Regions from separate parts of the Sus scrofa genome. Here all the other regions are linked to region 1. Evidence: chromatin contacts called from public Hi-C and HiChIP or PLAC-seq data. All regions are on one chromosome and are shown on one strand. Each heading gives the region's core, a stretch centred on a gene start, on an enhancer-like site or on the middle of the called end of the contact. The rest is flanking DNA. Distances are from core to core; before and after follow the strand shown. Region 1 overlaps ITPKB (inositol-trisphosphate 3-kinase B). Region 2 has its middle 27 kb from the start of PSEN2. Region 3 overlaps ITPKB (inositol-trisphosphate 3-kinase B).

Region 1 (4,671 bases), core at 1,073-3,572:
TGAAACTCAACCTCTGACTCCAGAGCCAGCTTCTTCTTCACACAGGCTACACCGCCTGCCTGCTGACCACCACCTAGTCAAGGACAGAGAGATGGGAGCCGAAGCTCCAACAGAAGGCAAGCAAAAGAGGAAGAGAATACAAAAGGACAGGCTAGGAACCTCAGAAGAAATGAACTGTCTGGTAAAGGCCTGTGTCTTTTTCTGGACCCCGGTTTGTCCTATTTGCACCGTTCCCTCTCCCCTGGATTTGAGAGGGAACCTGGGTCAGGGCCTGGGTCTGCACAGCTGTATACACTGCCTTTCATCCTCTCTGTGAACGCGCTTCCAAGAACTTAACATGCTCTCGGCCCTCTGATCGGAAGCCAGCCACGCAGGTGAGGTGCAAGCTGCAGGCAAAAGTCCCTCCTAAGCCCGAAACTCCCATTTAGGAAGAAGTGCCATTTCTTTCTTTTTTTTCTTTTTAGGGCTGCACCCACAACATATGGAAGTTCCCAGGCTAAGGGTCAAATCAGAGCTGCACCTGCCAGCCTATGTCACAACCACAGCAACTCAGGATCCAAAGAACATCTGCCATCTACACTGCAGCTCATGGCAATGTGGGATCCTTAACCCACGGTGCGAGACCAGGGACCAAACCCACAACCTCATAGATACTAGTTGGGTTCATCATCCACTGAGCCACAGGCACTCCATGAAGTGTCATTTCTACAGAACAAAAAAAGTACAATCTCAACAGACTTCCCTTAAAGATCTGAAGGCTCTAGGATCTTCCAGCAGCAGCCTTACTGAAAAATTTGACTTTCCCAGTTTTCTCTGAGGACCTCATATCCACACAGATGTATGGTGACCTGCTCAGGAAAGTGTCAGCATGGCAGGGAGTGGGAGAAGGGGGGAGTCTTTCCACTGGTGAGCGGGCCTGAAGAGAGCACACTGAGGGGGCAGGCACTAACGCCCCTGGGTGTGATGCCAAGGAAGACTCCTTTGTCCTGAACCGAATCCTTCTCCCTGACCTCTCAGCATCAGGGCCATAAACACCCCCCCAATTCCCCAGAACAACCAGTACCAAATAGCCATTTCCTGCTCACCAAATGCTCCCTTATCAGACATCTTCCTCCCCCTTCCTCCTCGAACACCCATGCACACAAACACACACAGAGGGTCAGAAAAGGCAGGAAACGCTTGCCTAAGACCAGAGAAAATACCAGAGAACGGAAAGAGACAAGAAAACAGCACCAGATATTTGCTGAGCAGGGCAACCCTTTCCAACCTGAGGCTTCCCCTCCTCCCCTATCGCATGATGGAGAGGTGCCGAGAAAGAAATACCTTCTGCCAGGCAGCCTAAGCTCTTCCTAGGACCTCACTGTACCTCTGTTTAAAAGGCAGGAAACAAAAAATAAATATAAAAAAACTAAAATAAAAAAATCAAAAGGCAGAAAACAACGGCATTATGCCTGGAGAGAGAGGAGCTGAGGGACTACACTTGCACAGTTAAGAGTATAGACGTCATTTATGCTGCAGGCGGGGCCCTAAAAGGACAAAAGACCCCCAAAAAAAAAAAAAAGAAGTATAGACGTAATTCAAATCATTTGCCTATAAAAAAACCCCATGGAACAACTCCTGGGCAGCTGGTAATGCAGATCCATGAACACGGCCCCTTCCCACTTCATCAGCCCAGACCTCTCTAAGACTAGAGTGGAGTAAGAACGGAAAACCTGGAGCCAGGGAAACCCAGGGTCCCGTGCTAAGAACCAGAAAGCAAATTTAAGGACAGTCCATCATCAGAAGCAACAGCCATTGCACTGAAATAGCCATTTCTTTAGCCCCTAGTGTTTTTGGGTACTTATCTATATAACTGTTCCTTGCTCAGCTCCTTCCAATCTCAAAAAACTAGGCATTGGAAGAATTTCTAATTGAACATTTTTCTCCCTCCAGTAGATAATCGACATTCACCCCGTCCAGGAAAAATCTAAGCTGGGTAACTGCAGGAGGTGGTTTATTTTCACAACAGTAAAATATCTAAACCAAAATGTGCCCTGGGTTTCAGCAGCTTAAACACTGAGGTCTAACGAGGACCCGAGATTCCACTTCGCCTGCCAAGGGCTAAGTGTGTATGTTTAAGTAGGAGAAAGTGATTATGAAGAAAATGGGAACGTCTGAGTAGGTGAAGGGGAAAACGGTGCAAATATGGCTAGAAAAAGGAGACCGGCCCTAAAGTCCTATCGCCCAAGCGTGAGAAAAAGCGAGGGCTAGCACCCCTGGGTGTGAAGGCCTGAGCTTCCCGTGAAACCAGCGAAGCCTGCACGGGGCCCCCAGGGGACCCGGCCTGACATCATTTCTCACTCGAGCTGTTTACACTTAACCAACGGGGCGGCGGGCTTTCCGCCCTCCGCTCCCGCCCGGGGCGCCGCGCCGGGGAAGTCAGAGGAGAGCCGGCTCTCGGAAGAGCTCGGCCGCCCCGCCGTTTCTCGGGGTACCGGGTCCCAACCCCGCGGCGCGGACGCCCCCCGCGCGCCCCGCCCCACGCCCCACGCCCACGCCCACGCCCCACGCCCCACGCCCCACGCCCACGCGCGGAAGCCCGCGGCCAGGGATGGGACGCCGCCTCCCGGCATGCTCGGCGGCGGGGCGCGCGCCCGCGGCGATCACGTGACCGGGAGGGGCGGGCCCGCGGCGACTAGGTTGAGGGGGTTGGGGATGCTCTCTGCCTTTGCTTAGTACCAAGGAGGAAGGAAAGATCCGGGGGCGCCGTTGCACCCCATTTTGGAGGAATCCCAGCGCCACTCCTTGCCAGCTCCATGACCTTAGGAGAATCTATCAAAGTCTCGGTTTCCGCATTTGTAAAATGGGTAGTGTAGCTCTTCTGGAGGAATTTTGTGAGAACCGAAAGAGAACGTGTGGATCTGCTGACCTAATTTATTGAATTAGCAACAGTTTGTAATCGGTTTTTAGGGCACGGCAGAAACACTTTTCTGAAGTGCTTGTACCGTTAATATTTATGCTACTGGTTCGTTGAGCAGCCCCTGTTTTTCATAGCGCCAAGTATACTGCATTCCGCATAGACTGAATTATCAGCTCTTCTGTCTTCCCCCGCCCCTCTGACACCCCTCCCCCCCGCCAACAACAACAACTTTTGGTCTCCCCATTAGTTAACTTTGTGCAAGGGCTGATAGCCAACGACACCCCACATGCAGAAACAATCAAAATCCTTCAGTTCTACAGAAAACATGTGCCCAACTCCACAGACAGCTTGTGAAGGATCTCTGAGCATTCTGCAACCCAAACCGGCAGACATACGCTTGTATTTCCCTAGACCTCAAGCACTAAGAGGGTTAGGCTCTGATCCTATTTGTTCAGAGCCCAGAGAACTTTGGATAATTCTTAGCCTGAATTCAATATGCTCTGGAGTATGAAAAGCAGACACTGCTAAATTAAGCGTTTAGAGTAGAATAAACACTAAGTACCAGCAGTTCAGAAGAATCTTTTTAGCATGTCTTAGAACATGTTACAAATTACTATTACATTTTTTTTTTTTTTTTTTGCTTTTTTTTATGGCCGCACCCGCACGGGAGGCCTATGGAAGTTCCCAGGCTAGGGGTCCAACCGGAGCTGCTGCTGCTGGCCTACCTCACAGACAGCCATGTGGAATCCAAGCTGCGTCTGCGACCTACACCACAGCTCATGGCAACACTGGATCCTTAACCCACTGAGTGAGGCCAGGGATAGAACCTGCATCCTCATGGATACTAGTCGGATTCATTTCCTCTGCGCCACAATGGGAAATCCCTATTATTAAATTAGATCCCCGATGTCATTGTGCATGACCAAAAAGTAATAAAACAACTTATCTTTTTAAAAAATGTTACATAATTTAGGCTAGCCACCCCATCCCGCCTCCCAATAGCCAGCATAACTGGTCCAAGGTGTGAGAATTTCCTGTGTCAGTCTTGTGCGTGCTGATGAAAATGTATGAGACTGGAGAAACACCGGTCTAGGTTCTTTCCTGAGTCGTTAGAAAGAAGTGCATTGAGCAGGCAACAATGAAGAGTGTCTTTCTGGGAGATTTACCAGGGAATGCAACATTTTCTCACTCTGGAGAAACAAACAGAAGAACCTTGACAAAAGCATTGGAGATAAAAATGACATGGGGAAAGAAAGTTTACAGTGGCTTGAAACAAAGCAGTGCATCGTTTTGGCAACTTTACAGCCAGGCGTTTTTCAGGGATCACTGGCTACTTAAACAGTAAGTGATGGACGTTCAACAATGCAATGCCCAGTCAGGAAGATGCTTTTGCCTCTGCAGCCGATACAGGAAAACCTGTGACTTTGCACAGCTTCATTTGAAGTTTTGAGCTGGGATGAGTTGTAGGCTCCTTTACTTAGAACTGGGAAAGAGAACTACTGGCAAAATCGTGGGGGTTTTGTTTTTGTTTTTGTTTCGATTTTTAGGGCTGCGGGTGCAGCATATGGAAGTTCCCAGATTAGGAGTCGAATTGGACCTGCAGATGCCAGCCTACACCACAGCAACTCAGAATCCAAGCCGAATCTGCGACTTACACCACAGCTCATGGCAACTCAGGATCCTTAACCCACTGAGCGGGGCCAGAGATCAAACCTGAATCCTCCTGGATAGTAGTCAGATTTGCTACAACTGAGCCACACAGGAACTCCTTT
Region 2 (4,671 bases), core at 1,452-3,951, 86 kb after region 1:
AAACTCTGACTCTTCCAGCAGATGTACACGCACCTGTTGTTAAGGGTGATGTTCGAAACACTTAACAGATGTGGCAGAGGCACTGACCAGTCAGAGCAAGCTCCAGAATAATAACTGGTGGAGTCATGGAAGGAAGAGCCACTCTGACTGAGGCAAGCAGAGACCCTCTGTCATGTACCCTGGAATTACCTTTCCCACCATGCTTGCTCTCAGCCATACCCACCCAAGAGAGGCCTCCCATTGCCTGATGAGCCGGTTGAGATGATATAAGTATCTGATCTTATCTCTCATTATAAGTAATGGCTTCATGCATTTGTCTCTTGGGAGCCTCCTCGTGTCCCAGCCACTGAGCCACAGTGACCCACCTTCTTTAGGGCCAGGCTGCCTTGTGATCCCCCTTCCCCACGACTCAGAACCTCTCTGTGCTGCCAGCTAGCTGTTTTTGTTGGCTTCCATTTGTGTCTATGAGCAGATGCTCGATGGGGAGGGAGTGGGGTAGCCTCCCAGAGGCAGGCCCAGGAGCAGTCTTCCTAGAGGCTGTCTCGGATGTTGGAGTCACATGGGGGCTCAGAACTGGGTAATGACAAACCGGTGACAGATTTAGTCTCAGATCTCAAAACCATGCCTGGTGCAGGCAGCCGAGGACTACTACCCAGAGGCTTAGGAATCAGTATGAGATTCAAGCAAGGATGTGCTGAAAACTGGGAGCCTGGAGTAGCTGGCAATGGGAAATCAGGCATTGTGTGTGTGTGGGGGGTGTGTTCCTTCTTATGTGTCCTAAAGATGTGGTACATTGTGCTGCTATGTCCTAAAGACACCATTTTGTTTGTTTGTTTGCTTTTTAGGGCCACACCTGAGGCATATGGAAGTTTCCAGGCTAGGGGTTAAATCGGAGATGCAGCTGCTGGCCTACACCACAGCCACAGCAATGCCGGATCGGAGCCACATCTGGATCCTACACCAAAGCTCCCTGCGAAGTCAGATCCTTAAGCTACTGATTGAGGCCAGGGCTTGAACCCTAATCTTCATGGATACTAATGGGGTTTGTTACCACTGAGCCACAAAGGGAACTCCTAAAGACACCACTTCTGTCAGACTAAGAGGTGCCAGAGTCCCCCTCCCAATCACTTGTTGCTCAACAAGCTCTCCAAAGTGGATTTTTGTTCAGCAGTCCTAATCCGGTTCTCCCAGACATGGGTAGGGTGGTGACTGATTCTCAAACTTGTTGATGCCAACTTTTACCAAGTACCATCAGAGCAGAAGGCATCAGGGACAAACCTAAAAATTAGCTATAGTCTGGCTGCTGGGCTGTGCTTACAGAATAGTCACAGCTGTTTAGAGCTGCAGCGTGTGTGTGTGTGTGTGTGTGTTTGGAGTTGGTGTTGAAAGATGCTCCTATATTAGGGAGGAAAAGGCATAGCCAGATGGTCACTGGGGGCTTCTATCCCAAGAGGGAAAGTTTCTTGCAAGAGCTATGAAATAAATGAAAGCAATTTATTCAGGCTGCCTGGCCCAGGGGGGTCATAGATCAACAGCAGTAAGTGGTGGTGGGGGCAGGTCATGCATAGCAGGGGTTAGAACTGAGGTGGGGGCTGCCCAAGGGGCTTGGGGTTCTCCAAGAGAACTTGGTCTCCAGCTAAGATATTAAAATGGAACATGGAATTTATTAGTTTTATTAATTAAGATATTAGCGTGGAATTCCTGCACCGACGGTTCCCACTTGGGATATAACACTTCCCTAGAACCCTCAGATCAAGTGTTTGCCGTCAGAGGACCTTGTCCTGTGGAAAGGTTCTCAAAGTGTGGTTTGAGGATCCTCTGCCTGAGAATCAAATAAGGTGTTTGCCAAAAAAGTAGGTTCTTGGGCCACACCCTGCACCTACTGAGCTGGAACGTCTGAGGGTGGGGCCTGGGTGTCTGCTCTTTTAACTGGTGACTTTATTTTTTTTTGCCTTTTTTTTTTCTTTTTAGGGCCGCACCCTTGCCGTATGGAAGTTCGCAGGCTAGGGGTCAAATCTGAGCTACAGCCTACACCACAGCCAGAGCCACAGCAATGGCATCTGTGACCTACACCACAGCTCACGGCAATGCCGGATCACTGACCCACTGAGCCAGGCCAGGGATGGAACCCGCATCCTCATGGATACTAGTCAGATTCGTTTCTGCGGGGCCACGATAGGAACTCCTCAACTGGTGACTCTTAAAGTTTACAATGTCCACCTGCTGCCAGGAAGTCACAAAGTCCAGGGAGGAAGCAGAGGGGATGGCTTCCTGGGGCTCCCCGCAGTTTTCAATTTTTTAGGAAGTACCCTAGAGGAAGGGTAAAGTAGATAAATGCATTTTTCTTTTAAAATTTCACTTTAGTTTTGAGAACTTAACATATGAGGAGACCGAGGCATTCTTTCTCCCCCTCACCTCCCTGCCCCTGTCCCCCAAAGCCCTTGAGCGCTCTGTGAAACGTGACCTGCCTTACCCAGCCCTCACAGCCGGCTTTCTGGCAGGAACTTGACTGGGGAGTGGGGGTGTGGGGTGGGGGGTGGTCTCGGCCAAGGTCTTGGAAAGAATATGCTGTTTCTTGGGCAGTGGGGTCTCCAGGCCTGAATGCCCAAGGCCAACATAGAGCGCTTAAAAATAGAGGCCGGTGGCCCAGCCCAAGGGAAAAGAATGGAGGCCTCCCTGGATCACCAAAGAATGATCCGAACAAAGGAGGCTGACGCCCTCCAGTGGAGAGAAGCTGCTTCCCAGCCCCGCTTAAGGGCCAGACCCACAGGGCTGAAGGCTGAGCCTCAAGGGGGGGACACAGCCATGGAAACACCACCTCCCTAAGATCCCTGCTTCCGGATAGAGGAAGAATCGCGCTGCCTGCATTTGCTAACATCCCTGTGATTGCAGGATGCCTTGCTGTAATGTGTACTGTTTGAATAACAAGTACCTTCCATCATCATCAGAATTGAGACTATTTTCATTTTTTCTCATTGAGATTGAGGCTACTACTACTGGAGTTCCCATCGTGGCTCAATAGTTAACGAATCCAACTAGCAGCCATGAGGTTGCGGGTTCGATCCCTGGCCTTGCTTGGTGGGTTAAGGATCTGGCGTTGCCGCGAGCTGTGGTGTAGGTTGCAGACACGGCTCGGATCCCACATTACTGTGGCTCTGGCTTACGCCGGTGGCTACAGCTCCGATTAGACCCCTAGCCTGGAAACCTCCATATGCTGCGAGAGTGGCCCTAGAAAAGGCTAAAATACAAATAAATAAAGAAAAGAAAAGGCTACTACTACTGGGCGTTCCGGTTGTGGCTCAATGGGTTAAGAACCCAACTCTTATCCATGAGGATTTGGGTTCGATCCCCGGCCTCACTCGGTGGGTTAAGGACCAGGTGTGCCTGGTGGCATAGGCCAGCAGTTCAGCTCTGATTCGACCCCTAGCCTGGGACCTTCCATGTACTGCAGATGTGACCATAAAAAGACAAAACAAACTTTTTTTTTTTAGAGACAACAGGCTTTAAATAAAAGATTGAAAAGTAAAAGTACACAACACCTCACACCCATTACTATAAAAGAAAGACAGGCCAAAAGAGAGAGAGAAGATAAAGTGTCTTGGAAAGGATGGAGAGATTGGGACTCTTGAGCAATGGTCACGGGGATGTGAAACGGTGCAGACATTGTGGAAAACAACACGGTAGCTCCTCAAAAGAACTGAACATAGAGGTATCATATGATCCAGCAATTCCACTTCTAGATACACACCCCAAAGAACTGAAAGCTGGGTCTCAAAGAGATATTTCTCCCCCCATGTTCTCAGCAGCATTATTCAGCATCCCCAAGCCGTAAAAGCAACTGAAAGTGTCCTTTGATGAATGCATAGATACAATGTATCCATATGGTGGAATATCATTCATATGGTGGAATATCATTCAGCTTTACAAGGGATTGCATTCTGAATGGAAGTGCCTTCAGGAAGTTCCCGTGCTGCTACAGCATGGATGGACCTGGAAGACAATGGGCTAAGCGACACAAGCCTGGTGCGGCCCTAAAATAAAAGGGAAAAAAAAAAAAAAAGGCATCTAAGCCCTGATTCTTAGAAAGTGAATGCTGCCTCGTATGAGGTATTAGGTTCTTCAGAGAAAGAGAACTAATAGGATGTGGGGGCGTGGGGGGGGTGGGTATAAAATAACATGGAGATTTTTAAGGAAATTAGGCTCATGCAGCTGTGGAGGCTGGCGAATCCAAAATCTGCAGGGTAGGTCGGCAGGCTGGAGACCCAGGAGAGAGTTGCCGTTTGAGTCCAAAGGGCCTTTTGCTGGCAGAATGCCTCTTCTTCCAGGGAGGCCAGTCTGCTCCCATGAAGACTTCAGCTGATTGAATGAGGCCCTGCTCACATAATGGAGGGTGATCTGCTTCACTCAGGTTCTACTGGTTTAGATGGTATCGCATCTAAAAAGCACCTTCAGGAAGTTCCCACCGTGGCTCAGCGGTAAAGAGCCCAACTAGTATCCGTGAGGATGAGGGTTCCATCCCTAGCCTCGCTCAGTGGGTTAAGGATCCCGCGTTGCCGTGAGCTGTGGTGTAGGTCAGAGGCATGGCTCGGATCCTGTGTTGCTGTGACTGTGGCTGTGGCGGAGGCCAAGCAAAGTGCAGAAGCTGCAGCCTGGTTTCTTCTTGCCGTTTAT
Region 3 (4,671 bases), core at 1,007-3,506, 68 kb before region 1:
AGGGACAGGATGAGACGCAGGTGCGAGACTCTGAAATGAGTACAGTTACTGCACCACAACCTGAGGGGAGCAGGCCAGGCGGGAAGGCCAGAAGGTGCAAAGGTACTATGGCTTTCTTGATACTTTTGTTCGTCTCACTTTTCAAAATGATAAAGGAAGGATACACCAGCCTCCAGATACTGAATTCTTGAGTTCTGGAAATGAAGCCACCAGCAATTCAGAGCTGGGAGAGGCCCCAAAGCAAGTGTGGGGTGAATCCTTTGTGCCACAGGGGCCTCTGTTCTCAGATATCTTCCTTGGCAAACTCTCTCTGGGCAGCTGCTATGCGCCAAGTCTGGTGCTCAGCACCCAGGATGAGTGGCATAGATAATACAAACTGCCCTCTAGAGCTTTCCCAGGGAGGGAGGAAGACAGAATTCATTTTGAAACCAGGCAAATTCTGGATCAGAATCCCTGCTTCCCACTTATTACCCAGGTCACGCTGGGTGTGTGCTGGCAACACCCACAGCATATGGAAGTTCCCTGGCCAGGGGTCCGCAGCTGTGACCTATGCCACAGGTGTGGCAACATGGGTTAACCCACTACACCAGGCCAGGGATTGAATCTGTGCCTCCTCAGAGACAATGCCAGATCCTTAGCCATTAGGACCACAGAGGGAACTCCCAAGTCATTTGTCCTAAGCCTACGTTTCCCCATCTGTAGACTATACAGCCTTATTCACTGAGTTGACTCAGAGATCAAAGGGGACCACAGACGTGAGCACCCACTGCCCCGCACAGAGCAAAGCTCCGTAAGTGAAGGCTGCTGGCAGCTCCCCGCGCCCCAGGGATGGTGGGGGTGCGGGGAGCACTTTGTTGATATTCTCCGTCCCTGAGCTACTATGTAAAAGTTTTCATTGACAGAGTAGAAAAGAGAAGTTTGAAGAGTGTTTTAAATCCTTTGTAGGGAGTTTCCATTGTGGCTCAGCGGGTTACGAACCTGACTCATATCTGTAAGGATGCGGGTTCGATCCCTGGCCTTGCTCAGTGGGTTAAGGATCCGGCGTCGCTATGAGCTGTGGTGTAGGTCGCAGACTCGGCTGGGATCCTACACTGCTGTGGCTCTGGTGTAGGCCGGCAGCTACAGCTCCAATTCGACCCCTAAGAACTTCCAGATGCTGCAAGTGCGGGTAAAAAGAGGAAAAAAACAAAAAAAGAAACTTTGCAGATTTAAAAGTTTACTTAATTGGACCCCCCACACCTGTGGGTTGTCATAGCCCCAATGGATCCTCCAGCTTCCAAAGAGTCCCCAGCCCAACCCCACCCCAGACAGCCCCTGAGGGCTGGGGATGGGAAGGACCACACCCAGCACCCAGCACCATGGTCTCAGGGCCTTTATTCAGGAAGGTACAGAGCATCTGCGGTCTGGTTAACAGGCACTGGGGGGGAGGGGGAGGGGTTGTAACAGCTCAGTTTTCTCCGAAGGTGTCTCCGGAAGAGGGGTGCTGAGGCCAGGAGAGCCCTCTCCTCCAGAAAAAGGCACTGGCGGGGGTGTGCCCTCTGCTTCTTCCCAAGCAAGGGCCTGGGTTACTCTCTCTCTCACACACACACACACACACACACACACACACACAGGCCAACCGGACGCAGAGACACTCAAAGCTAAATACAGCTAATGGTGGAAAGAGTCCATGGTGGTGGGTGAGGTGGGGGGGGGGGGAGAACAGTGGCCAGGGCTGCATCCGGGCTCTCTTCACAGGGCGGGAAAGGAAGTTCAGAAAGAAGGCAAAGCTTTAAAGGAGAAACAGAACCAGCCTCTCAGTCTTAGTGTTTTGTGCAATTAAAAAAACCCGACAAAATAAATATAAGTTAAAAACTTCTTACATGACACTAAAGGCACATCTGGGACAAGTAGGTGAGAAACCTCCTTCTACTGCTGAGCAGTGCTGAACACTGAGAGCCCCCCCCGGGGGGGGCCCTCCCCCCAGGAACACGGCAGGAAGGGCGCCTGCTCACCTGTGCACAGATGCACACAGCTCATCCCACCCTCCCGGCACCTTCGAGGCCAGGACCCAAGGAGTCCCCGCCTGAACCCGGCTGGCTGGGGATGGTTTTCAGATGGCCTGGGCAGGGCCTCTGGGAAATGCCAATCCAGGATCCATCTCTCCTGCCTGGATGAGGGAGTGGGGATTAGAGGGGAGGATGGGTAGAGAGAGTAGGTGCAGAAGAGGAGAACTAGCACAGGAAATACAAAACCCCAAACCCCTACTAGAATAACCCTAGAAAGATGTCACTTCCTACCATTCACGAATACAATGCCACCCAAAGCCAAGGATTGCTAATGAGGGGTGCTGTGGGCCTCCTTTGATAAACGGATCACCTGCATCTTAGCACATTGTTTGCAAACAACCGGTGCCTGCTGAAAGTGCTTGGAAAGTTTGTTCTTTTAAATCGGTTTCAGCTGGTCGCCTGTAAGTTTTGTTCATTGCATTCATTTGCTTTTGCAAAATTTTGTCACAGCTAGACTGCCGGGGTGGGGGCACGTGCTTGCCAGCCCACAGCTGGAGAACCTCTCCATCAGAAAGAAGGCTCTCTCTTCCCTGCAGACAGCGGCAGCACAGACCCCACCCCCACCCCATGACCCCGAGCTGGCTTTGGGCTTTTGCCTCCTAGGGTCACGTGGTGTCACAGGTCTCCCGAGCTCAGCCGGGTGGGGGTGTGACCCCCACAGGAGCTCACTGCTGTTTTGAACAAGAGCCAGGAAGTTTGAAAGTGATTTCCTCTTTGAAAAACTGTACTGAGACATCCTCATGGGTCCCACCTTCCGGCCCCACCAACCGTCACACCCAGAGTGAAAAGGGAAAAATGCACATGTCACATGAGCAAGTTGACAGTTCCCCCAGGGACGCCGAGGTGACAGGGGGCAGCCCAGGAGGCCCTCCCTCTAGATGGCACACACGCCGGGGGACACTCTTTCCATGTGTCCCTGGAGCAGCTCCCTGCAGAGCAAGGGGCCTGACCTCCGGTGGCCAAGGAGGGCACTTGCGCCACCGCTGCTCTCAAGGGCCAAAGAGCCAGAGTTTTGTTCTTTACAAGTCTCACAAAATTTACACTCTTCTCAAGAATATAGACCTACTTGCTTTACAATTAAAATAAGACTTACAGGTGTTCCCTGTGACTCCTCGAGCCACCTAGAGATGCCAGGCAGAGCTGCCCAGCACCCAGCTACGTTCTCTGGAAGCTGCCCACCAGGCATTGGGGAACATGGCTAAACCCTGCAGGCTAAGACCTATTTCAGGGGGAAAATGAAGCTGGTAAGGCAGCCTCCTGCTTCCTCCCTACTGGGCACTGGCCTGAGGCTCTGCCCCGTGACCAGTGGGGACTCTGGATCTCACAAGAGCCCCATGTGTGCAGCACGTTGGACCAGCTGGCTCCAGGAGGTGAGGAGATGAGGGGACAAGAGAGGAGTGTCCCCTGCAGCCTGTCCTTCTTCCCCTGAGGCTGCCTGGGCCCTGGTCCACTGCCACCCAGGCCCCAGGACCTTGCCTGGCTCCGGGGGGTGGGTGATACTCCTGGAAGCTCAGGTTTGCAGAATGTCCCTCTGAATTTGTAGGCAAAAATCACAGATGGAAGAACACCACTCCTGCCTGCCCTCTCCTGGGAAGGCCAATGTCAGAGAGCATGGTCAAGTTGGAGCTGGACCCCTCTTGGCTCCTGGAGTTGTTCCAATGCTAGAGAATTTCAGTACCGGATGGGTGGGGTTCCCTGCTTTAGCAGCCCTGCAAAGGCCACGGCAGCATCTCTGGGAGTCCCCAGGCTGCCAAGCAGAGGGTACTTAATTGATGGCCAACATGCTAGTCCTAGGGGTGCTGTGCCCCAACTACCAGAAACCTGGCGCCAGGTACCTGTTTTTACAGCCAGGCACCCCTCCCCCCTTCCCCAATCTGGGGAGCGGAGAGGATGAGGCAGAAACGGGGCTACGCCTTAGAGTGGCGCCACCGGCACCGGCCACCAGGGGGCAGCAAGCCCCCACAGGTAGCCTGCCAGAGGCTGGGGCTCTTCGTGATTCTACCACCACCTGAGCCTCCTTCCAGATCGAAACCCAAGTGGCCTCCCTGCAGGCAGCTGAGCCTGGATTGGGGCATCTCTCTACTAGTAGGAGCTCCTATTGAGAACGCCAACTAAAATCCCCAGCTCCAAACCCTTCAGTGAGGGGGTAAGTAGAAAAATCTCATCTCGTCTGCTACAAAGTGTCTTGTAGTGCCTGCCGATCCGGAGGGTCAGTTCTGGGGTTTGCACCCGGGTGGAAGTGAAGGGGAAATTCGGAAGGAGAAGGGACGCAGGGGGGAGAAGGGTCGGGACGGCGGTGAGGTGGGGCGCGGGGCGGTTTCAGCGCGCGGGGCTCCCGGGCACATTTCCGTCAGGATGTCGATGAGGTTGTTCAGGCCCGAGAGGTAGCCGTCCTCCCGGTTCCCCTCCTGCCACGGGATGTCGTGCTGCAGGGTCTGGCCCTCGGGCAGGGTGTGGTTTTCCCAAAGTCGATCATCCACACCTTGGCCTGTTCCTTCTTGTCGTGGATGAAGAGGAGGGAGCTGCCGATCACCTGGAGGGGGGCAGGGACATGAGGCGGGGAGGGGTTTGGGCCCCGCCCTGCCCCCCACAGCCGGCCCCCCAGGGGGCTTGGAAAAGCCTG

The links. Hi-C and Micro-C count contacts between places; a contact is called where the count stands out from the background. HiChIP or PLAC-seq counts read pairs in DNA pulled down with a chosen protein or histone mark.
Region 2: a Hi-C map of subcutaneous adipose tissue shows a contact between it and region 1, with 2.4 times the contacts expected there. The contact joins two enhancer-like sites. A contact is called at or near these places in 9 of 47 Hi-C or Micro-C datasets (alveolar macrophages, blood, embryonic fibroblasts and 4 more) and 2 of 2 datasets of contacts at active chromatin or transcription factors (alveolar macrophages and skeletal muscle).
Region 3: an H3K27ac HiChIP or PLAC-seq map of skeletal muscle shows a contact between it and region 1. The contact joins two enhancer-like sites. A contact is called at or near these places in 11 of 47 Hi-C or Micro-C datasets (alveolar macrophages, blood, embryonic fibroblasts and 5 more) and 2 of 2 datasets of contacts at active chromatin or transcription factors (alveolar macrophages and skeletal muscle).

What each region holds. Positions count from the first base shown.
Region 1 is chr10:14,429,914-14,434,584 of Sscrofa11.1, forward strand. The region is part of intron 3 of ITPKB (inositol-trisphosphate 3-kinase B); the gene reads right to left. Among named protein-coding and RNA genes, the nearest start is that of ITPKB, 37 kb to the right of the region's middle. Within about 2 kb of position 2,323, at least 69 of the 83 cell types and tissues checked have an H3K27ac peak or open chromatin away from gene starts, as enhancers often do. A contact at or near this core is called in skeletal muscle and subcutaneous adipose tissue, where this site is marked.
Region 2 is chr10:14,515,565-14,520,235 of Sscrofa11.1, forward strand. No RefSeq gene overlaps it. Among named protein-coding and RNA genes, the nearest start is that of PSEN2, 27 kb to the right of the region's middle. Within about 2 kb of position 2,702, at least 17 of the 83 cell types and tissues checked have an H3K27ac peak or open chromatin away from gene starts, as enhancers often do. A contact at or near this core is called in skeletal muscle and subcutaneous adipose tissue, where this site is marked.
Region 3 is chr10:14,361,680-14,366,350 of Sscrofa11.1, forward strand. ITPKB (inositol-trisphosphate 3-kinase B) reads right to left here. Exons shown (of 10, transcript XM_021064414.1): 9 at 4,500-4,581; 10 at 1,204-4,497. The coding sequence ends at 4,259. Among named protein-coding and RNA genes, the nearest start is that of STUM, 69 kb to the left of the region's middle. Within about 2 kb of position 2,257, at least 10 of the 83 cell types and tissues checked have an H3K27ac peak or open chromatin away from gene starts, as enhancers often do.